2 separate regions of the Sus scrofa genome follow, and region 2 is linked to region 1. A link is a contact called in public Hi-C data. All regions are on one chromosome and are shown on one strand. The core of a region is the stretch at or near the end of the contact, and the rest is flanking DNA. Distances in the headings are between cores, read along the strand shown. Region 1 holds the start of ZBTB16 (zinc finger and BTB domain-containing protein 16). Region 2 overlaps ZBTB16 (zinc finger and BTB domain-containing protein 16).

Region 1 (4,348 bases), core at 1,336-3,835:
CACGTACCAGCCAGAGAGGAAGAGAGAGTTAACACATGTGTGCACTTACATAATATGTCGTACTTATCTGCTGCCCACCAGTGCCCACTGGTCAGGGGGACCTGTATAATGTAAGCTAGGTCATGAAGGACCTATAGAGAGATCCTAAGAAATAAGCACCCCTAAACCCAGAAGTGCACATGCTGGGAAGGTGAATTCCAAGTGTGTCCCACAGGCTCCCAGGAGTGGCTAAGGCCTATGACCCAGAGCAGTTACTGATGCTGGACATGGCTTGGAGGTGCAAGAAGTGATACTGACAACAGTATCTATGGTGTGAGTTTTGATGAATACGAAGGGAAGACAGGGCTGGAGACAAAGGCGTCTCCCAAAGAACCGCCTGGGATCAGTAACAGGGCTGTGGGACTCCCAAACGTGTCTAAAGAGTGTCAGAAAGACCTCGCAGGCCCAGGTCCCTCCCAGCCTCTGCTGTGCTGTGGTCAATACTGCAGTGAAATGACCTGGGAGCAAAGCGGAGCAAGGGCTCTCCCTCTCTCTTGGAACGCTGCTGGCCTTCGCTCCCAAAAGGCGCCCTACTCACTCTATAGCCACAAGTCTTATGCAGAAAGGGTTAACAAGACGACTAATCAAGACACTTTAGCTCCTCACCCTGGGGTGAGAACTGAAGCAGCGGCTGGTGGGGGGGAAACGGCCATTCATGGGCGCCTTGCCACCATGCGCTTTCCAGACTTCGGGATTTCAGAGAACTAGGAGGGGTCAATCCAAAGAACGGAAGCTGGGCTAACCCGAATTCCTTCCCCGACGCAAGCTCCTTGGATCCTGAGGGAAATCAGGGTGCCTCGGTCAGCGGTCCCCGCCACCCGCGGCTTGGCGCCCGCGATCCGGCTGGCGCTGGTTGCAGCGCCCAGCCCTGCGGCGCGAGGGAAAGCCGGCGCTAACCCTCTCGAGCTCCGGGGATCGATCGCGCTCTCATACACCCCTAGCTTTCAGCCACCCCCACGGAGACTTGAAGACTTCAGCAAACTTGGAGAAGCAACTTTTCCGAGGGAGCCAGACGGCAAAGAGAAAGGCAGTCGGGCTAGCAAGAGGGAAAGCGAAAGAGACCCGGACGAAAGGCGAGACTCCGGGCGGGCCGGACGCCTGGGCGAGAGCTGCGAGGAGGCTGACCCGCCCCGCGGCGAAGGAGAAGCACAAAAGCCCGACAGCGAGTTGGGGGAGGAAAGACGAAAAGGGGTCTGCGGGCTCTCCCTCTCCGCCCCAGGGCCGTGACCCCCGGGAGCAATGAGCAAGGTCCCGGGCTTCGGGCTGGTGGCGCCCAGCAGCCGGCGCGCCGGGCCCAAGCACATTGCGAGCGTCCCGGGGAGCTTGGCGAGCGAGTCTCTGCCGAGCGCGTCTGTGCGTTCCAGCGGGTCCGCGGGCCGGCGAGATCGTGCGCATTTCGAGCGCGTGCGGGAGTTCCAGTGGCTCTGCAAGCGAGCCGCAAGCTTGCCGGGGTGAGAAAAGCATCCCGAACGCATCAGGTGCAAAGCCGAGCACCCACCGAGCGCGGCCGGGAGCGCAACTGCGAGCTCCGGCGCCACGGCGGGTCCCGCCGAGAGCCGAGAAGGGCCCGGAGCGCTGGAGACCCTCCAGAGCGCACGGCCACGGTGCCCCTCCCCCCCCAAAAAAAAACCTGGGGCGGGGGGGCTGGTCAACTCTAGTCAGGAAAAAAGAGCCCACCACGTTTTGCAAAGAGAAACAAAACCCAACTGAGTCCCAGTTCTGCTTCCCTTCGCCCTAGATCTACTCCTCGGATCCTCCGATTCTAGCTTCCCAGCCGGCCGGCGAATAAACACACAAATAAACCACAGCCCTATCTCGCGCCCGCGCACCGGTCGGCATACATATGAGCACCCACAGGCTCCCGGCTCCTCCGCTGGCCCCTGGTGGTACAAAGCCTCCCGATCCCCAACCCTCTGCTCGTGCCCTCAGCCCCCGCAGACCGCTCTGCCCCCCACCTCTCGCCCCGACCGTGCCCTGGAGCGGAAGGGTTGGGGACGCAGCTGCGCCCAAGCTGACAGCCGAGGCTCCCGCTTCTAGCCGACCCCCAACCGCCGGTGGCGACGGCCGCAGCAGCAGGAAGGGAACAAGCAGAATAAAACAAGGCAGAAGCCCAACGGCCGAGTGGCCGAAGCGAGCGCGCCCCCCCAGACCTCTCCAGCCCCGGGGCGCCCCGGCGCAAGGCTACAGCTGGGCGGTGCGCCCCTCCCCGGGCCCCCACTCACCGCTGCCGAGCCGGGCGCCGTGGGGTGGGTGTGCGTGCCTCCTCGGGGGGTGTGCCTGTGTCGGGGAGGGGGGTGTTGCTGGGGAACTGTTGCTCTCGGTATCAAGGCGGCAGCGGCGGCATCGCCCGGCAGTTCGCAGTACCCGCTCTCATCGCCCTCAACTCCTCTCTACTGCGAGGTTAGCAAATCACCACCGGCTGCGGCGCCTCCGCCGCGTCCCACGTCAACGCCGAGCCCCCTCCCCTGCGAGGCCCCGGCGCCTCTCCATCTTTAGTGCTGGCGGCCGAGCCCGGCTCCCTGCCCACAGCTGCCCCCCTTCCCTCCCCCCTCCCGCGCTGTCCCCGGACTCAGCCCGCCCACCCCCCGCACTGGCCAAGCCCGCGCGCGCTCCCCGCCCCACCCCTTTCCTCCCCTCCCTTCCCTTCCCTGCGCGCCGCGCTCCGGGCTTTGCCTGACATCTAGCTGCTGCTGGGGCGCCGGCGGCCGCCGCTCACTGGCCAAGCGGAGAGGAACGGAGCTGGCGGAGAGGAGGGTCAGGGACTCGGAAGCCTTAGAGTGGGCAATGGAGGTGAGGGGCGAGGAGCAACCACCCCCCCAGGTTTTTAATTTCCACTGGACACAGGTTTTGTTTTCCCCAGCTGCTCCAAGCTTGGAGTTTTGTCCCTGGCTCCAGTATTTGCCCCTATTCAGTGCGTGTCATCTCGCCTTGCACTTTTTCTAAACGTACTCGGGGTGGCACTGCCTGTACCTCGACATCGGTTTTTGAAGGGCGCTTTACCGGCCTAAGCCCAGGCCTTTTGTGCCTCCGGGTCTTCTGAGCACCCAGACTGCCAGTAGCCTCCAGGCGCAGAGTTCGCGGCCCGGGTAAACCAGATGCTAGAGGGTCCGCGGGCTCTATCGTCGAGGGGCGGTGCCCCATTTTGGCTGTCGCGACCCCTGGAGGCCAAGGTCGAGGTCTGAGAGAAACTTTTCTCCCTCCCAGTCTTGGCCATCCCCTAGCCTTTGCCCTCCAGGGAACCTAGTTGAAAACATTTCCTGAGAACTGCACCCCCTTCAGGGCAAAGTCTTCAGGGGGCGAGTAAAAGCCCGAAGACGATTCAGAACCGCAAGTGGTTCCTCTCATCTGGCTCCTCCACTTTAGAGGATGGGGTTGAGGTCGGTAGCCCCCGGGTAGAGCCACCAGAAGAAATCTCCGGATGCGCAGAGTCCCCTTCTCCGCCCTTTTCCCTAGAGCTTGTTGAAGATAGGGCTCGAGAGGCGCAGTGGGCTAACGTCCAGGAGCGTTGGGGTGAGGGTGATGGCGGAGAGCGCCCTCCCTGGGTCTCCGGAGAGTCAGCCCTGGAGGTCATTCAGCCTTAGCAACGAGGGGCTTCAGTCACTGGGTCCCCACGTTCAGTGCCTTTATCACATCCCCAGGCACATCTCAGACACTGTCCCTAACGGAGAGTCGGGCCCCAGGAATTAAAGAGTCAGGAAGGGTGGCAGAAGCCAATAGAAGCAAAAATCTGCTCTGGCCCCATAAGGCCCCTTGGGGGAGGTTTACATCAGAACTGATCTGGGTTCAAGAGCTGCTAATGGGGTAGTCCCAAGGATAGGCAATTCCATCCCAGCCAGCAGCCCTCTCTGTTCACAAGAAAAGTGCTCAGACCTGCAGGAGTCAGAGGAGAGAAGCAAAGCTGAGGGAGAAGCACACGGTGAGTAAAGGAAGGGAGTCAGTTATCCTGTGAGAGCAGTGAATACAGCAACATCCAACAGATGCCTGGGAAAGCCAGGTCCCTGGGTGTTCTGTTTGATTAACAATAAAGAGCCATCTAGGATATGACTGCTTTCCTAGCTAAGGTCTTTGCAGTCTGTAAGAGGAAAGGGATTTGAAGAAAGTTAAGAAAGAAGTGGTTTGATGAACAACAAGGATTTACTGTATAGCACAGAGAACTATATTCAATACCTTGTAATAACCTATGATGGAAAAGAATCTAAAAATGTGTGTGTGTGTGTGTGTGTGTAAATGGATCACTCTGCTGTACCCTTGAAAACTAGCACAATATTGTAAATCAACTACACTTCAATTTTTAAAAAGAGGGAATGAA
Region 2 (4,626 bases), core at 712-3,211, 110 kb before region 1:
CCTGCCGCATCCCACCCCAGGACACTGAAGTCTGAAGGGCTGGTGACACCCCTAGCTGCCAGAGCGCCCACCTTTCTGGGATGCAGCACTGGCCAGCTGGCCCCTTCACTCTGATTCAGCATCACAGAGCAGAGGGCCTCCTCCTAAGGAACAGAGCACCCAGCTGGGTCCCCATGTGGGAAACCACAGGCAGCTCTCTGGTGCAGCCCCTCCTCTCTGTGTGGGACAGTTATGGACACATAAAAAAATAGCCAGGCTCTCACCTGGGTGGGAGGGCCAATTACTCACTACAGACCCTCTAGCGACACTCCCAGAACTACCCTTCCCCCTGCCCTTAAGGCAAGAGGGAGGAGTAATGGTCGCCATGGCAGCTACAACTGAACACACATGACTAGGGAAGAGCAGGAAGAGGCTAAGTCACACACCTGCTCTTGGCCACCCAGGTACAAGGCCCTGAGCAGTAGCCCATGCGCCCATCCCACCCCCAGGACCCCCAGGGACAGAGCCTCACTGATTCTCCCTGTCTCAGCCCCCAGGCACTGAGACACTGGCTGTCTTTACACACAGGAAAGCAAGCCTCTGGGCCAGCACAGCCGTGCCACATACTAGAAAAGTAAGAGCTCAGAGAGCAGAGAGCCCTGGCTAGGAATCCAGCTTCGCCGCTCCTGGCTGTGTGACCTTACACAAGCTACTGCAATGCTGGAAGCCTTACTTGTAAAACAGAATCAGCATAACTACCACCAAGGTCAACATGAGAAAAGTGAGTTTAGACCTGCAGCAGGCCAAGCACCGGGCCTGGACCACAGTAGGCATCCAATTACGTAGTGATTTTTGTCTTCTCCCCTCAGCCAGACCGTGCGTCCAGAGCCATTCATTTATTCAACAGTATTTACTGAGAGCCTGCTGTGTGTCAGGTCTTGGAGATGCCACGGAGCACACACCGATAAGGTCCTGCCTCCACTCCTGTCCTTTAGTCTAGACAGCTGGCCCTTGGGGCTGCAAGGATGCAGGGTGGCGCTTCAGGGGCAATTCCCCATCAGGTGCCTCGAGACATACTGGTCCACTCAGCCATTAGTTTATTCCAAAAACAACTGAGTTGTAACCACCTTGCAGGTCACTCCGCTAGGAAGTATGGGAGACATGGAAATAAATCACACGTTCTGAAAAAGCTGAGAGTCTAGGAGGCGAAAAAGGACAAGCAAATAAATAGCTATGACACAAAGAAGGTGACAGGTGCCATAAGAGGGGATAGATAAATGGCTACAAGCAATCAGATGGGGGGGCGGCCTCTTGTCCTGCCCAGACAGATGCATCCCATGGCTGAGCCGGCTGACTTTCAAAAGAGAAGAGAAAAAGGCTCACTCGCCTGCCTGGCACACTTCCTAGCATGGGAAGCAGGCGGGATCTATTTAAAACAGCCAGAGGCAGGTTAGAGCCTTTTCTGGCAATTCCCAAAACTCGTGCTTCCTCGAGCTGACTGAGTAGCGGGATAGAACCAATCCTGTCAAAATCCTACAGATCTTTAAAAAAAAAAAAAATCATTTGGATGTTGCCCGGATGATAAAAGAACGCTGCCATTCAAAGGGAGGATCCGTGTGGGGAGGAAGGTGGGGCTGGTGGGGGACAGGAGGAGGGGATGGGAAAAGGGGGGAACGCCCCCCAAATATGGATCAGGGCAACGAGCAAAGGAAATTTATGCATTGTCGTGGCTTTACTACCTAATTAATTCGGTAATTTCAAAAACAATTTTATTTATGTTCCATTTACCACATCAAAAGTTAAAAAAAAAAAAACATACTGATGCTAAAATAATACCTCAAGGCGTCTATTTTTAATCAGTTTTAAAGGGGGGGGGTGAAAAAAAAAAGCAGCCCTAGGTTTCTATACAATCTCTCCCGGGCAGACCACCAACCCTCAGAGAGAGAGAGAGAGAGAGAACACAGCCAAGCCCTCTGTGAGAGCCTTCCTGGCTGCTGTACACCGAGCTTGTCAAAAAAAACAAATCCATAATGGCCCGAGGCTCCTCTCCAATCTATTTTCTGCTCAGCTGGTTTTAAATGAAGTTATTATGAGTCATTAAAACACCCGCAAGCCAGTGGAAGTCAGCCAATTACAATTTTAAATTTAGCCTGTTCTCTGCCCCATTCTCTTGTTTTCTTCCTTTGCCCACAGAATACTGCTGCTGTTATTTCTTCCCTCCCCTCCTCTGCCCAAAGTGGAAGAGACAGTTATGAAAATGCAGAGTCTTGCACGGAACGCAGAACCATTCACACGAAACGCGAATTATTGAATTACAAAATGCAAAACTTCTGCCCCCTCCAAAGCCAACCCATGCCTCCACCTCAGCGCCCTGGATCCCTCAAAATGCCAGGCTCTGCCCTAGAGGTCACAGGGCCGTCTTTAACATGAAAAGGTTCTCGAGTGGGGCCCTGTTGAGTGGGGTCCTGTTGAGGTCCACCCCTCGCACAAAATCAGCGTGTTCACGGTTGAATCCAAGAGGGGGAGAAACGGCTATCCGAGAATTCATAACAAACAATGAAGTTGAAATGCAAAGGTAAGGCAGGCTTCGCAATCAAGCATGAATGTCGAGGGAAGTCACTAGATATGATGAGCTCATTTAGTTTTTAAATCTGCAAGGTAATGGTCTGTGTGGAGCCATTACAGCAAAAGGAACAATTTTGAGTATTTCATGTAAACGCTTCTTCTCAATCTCTTTCTTTCATGTGTGCACACACAAACACACACACGCACACACAGCTGCCCCTCCTTAGTGGGAACAGAACCGTAGCTTTCCCACATCTTCCAAGAAGTAAGTAGCCTCCTTCCCAAAAAACCGCCCAATTCCATTTGCTCCCCTGACCCTAATTAATGGATGAGTCTGGAAGGTCAGCAGAACAGACCCCTGAACCTCTAGGTACACGTCCCATCACCTCCAGGACCCCTCACCCTCCTGTTCCACATACACAGCATTATACACGCATACGTCTCACACACACACACATGCACAGAGTCACACACATGCACAGTCTCACATTCTCTCTCTTTCACACACACACACACACACACACACACACACACACACTCATAGACCATGAGAAGACCAGCGCTCTGCCTCCATCCGACACAGCTCTACAGCCCAGGCAGACGGGGCACCTGGGAAAGGCATGGCCATCGTGTTGTTTTGCAGAGAGTCCGTGCAGGGCAGCATGGAGGCCGGACGCCGCCATGTGTACTGATCTACCTGGCAGCTCTGGGTGAGGTGGGACTCAGGGTTGGTCTGTGGCTCCCAACCAGACGCACTAAGAAGAGAGAAAAAAATCCAGGGGCATCGACGTCCAGTGGCAGTTTACCAAAGATGGGAGGATTGGTCCTGCCCTTTGGAGAATGCAAACCTGAGGTCTGCATGGCTGCCCCTCGTTCTGAGGGTCCTCAGAGCACAGCAGATGTCACCATCCCAGCCTTAGCGTTGAATCTCCCCACCCGGTTGCTCCAACTGTGGGGGCCTCAACCGGCTGCTCTTCACTCTGTTTATTTAGGCCCCATTCATGAAGCTAATAAAGCAGGTGCTTCAGCGCCCGGCCCCCCTCCCCCACATTGGGAAGGGCTCTAGCATTTGATATCCATAATCTTTTTCTGAAAGAGGGCACCCCAATTCATGAAAGCTCCACCAAACCCAGACCCTGCCCAGAAGTACAAACACTTTAGTATCTACAAGCACTTTTCAAAAGCTTTCTAGGAGCCGGGCACCAGAACAGGCCACAGGTCCTTGAGGGTGACACACCCCTAGGTGCCTGACGGCTCCATACGCAGGTGCACGGTCACAGGCCTCTGAAAGCACAGTGCCAGCAAAACATGCTCTTTAGCCTCAAAGTCCAATAAGGATCTTGCAAACCCTAACCCCGCTCATCCACTCGCCTGTGCTCAGCTCAAACATCCAGGGATCCAGAGAAAGGAGGAACCAGGCCAGAGAAAGCCCCCTCTGGTCTCCAAGAGGCAAAGGGGCAGGAGCACACAAGGATCAGGATGCCAAGAGCATTCCTGAGTCCTCCCCAGGCTTCTGGGCCAGAGTGACATTTCGTCCCCCACCCCAATCACCACCCAACTTCCAAGCTAAGACACTTTGAGGCGTGTGTGTGTGTGTGTGTGTGTGTGTGTGTGTGTGAGAGAGAGAGAGAGAGAGGAGAGAGAGAGAGAGAGAGAGAGAGAAAGCCAACCAAGATGGAGGGGAGACCAAGTCTGATGAAGACACAGGAAGGAAGACAGCAGGTGCACACGAGCATGGAGAAAAGGCTGTGGCCACCACAGATGCAAGAACAGGGATGAAAAGATGGCATGAGATGAAGAGAGACTGGGGAAAAGGGAGGGGAAGACAGCAGATCTGAAAGGTAAACACCTGCCACTAGAGAGAGCGGAGAAGACAGCGCCGAGAAGGACAGCCAGCAGGGAGAGCCGCCACCACGTGGAAGGGTGGCAGCTGGTCTCTCGGGCACAGCCTCGGACATCGGGCCCCAGGCACAGCCCGGTGAGAGAGCGAGGGCGCGAGGGCAGGGCGAGAAGGGGGCGACGGAGGACCACTCAGGCAGGGGGCACGCCCGAGAGGCGGAAAGATCTCGGAAATCAGAGAAT

The links. Hi-C and Micro-C count contacts between places; a contact is called where the count stands out from the background.
Region 2: a contact with region 1 is called in a Hi-C map of omental adipose tissue, with 2.5 times the contacts expected there. The contact joins the enhancer-like site here to the promoter of ZBTB16 in region 1. A contact is called at or near these places in 4 of 5 promoter capture datasets (fetal liver, fetal skeletal muscle, liver and 1 more), 20 of 47 Hi-C or Micro-C datasets (alveolar macrophages, brain, fetal heart ventricle and 10 more) and 1 of 2 datasets of contacts at active chromatin or transcription factors (skeletal muscle).

What each region holds. Positions count from the first base shown.
Region 1 is chr9:41,637,773-41,642,120 of Sscrofa11.1, reverse strand. ZBTB16 (zinc finger and BTB domain-containing protein 16) reads right to left here and starts at 2,585. Exons shown (of 7, transcript XM_021062868.1): 1 at 2,262-2,585. LOC106504875 (a long non-coding RNA gene) reads left to right here and starts at 2,650. Exons shown (of 3, transcript XR_002335639.1): 1 at 2,650-3,955.
Region 2 is chr9:41,746,081-41,750,706 of Sscrofa11.1, reverse strand. The region is part of intron 3 of ZBTB16 (zinc finger and BTB domain-containing protein 16); the gene reads right to left. Among named protein-coding and RNA genes, the nearest start is that of ZBTB16, 110 kb to the right of the region's middle. Within about 2 kb of position 1,961, at least 18 of the 83 cell types and tissues checked have an H3K27ac peak or open chromatin away from gene starts, as enhancers often do. A contact at or near this core is called in omental adipose tissue, retroperitoneal adipose tissue, skeletal muscle and 1 more, where this site is marked.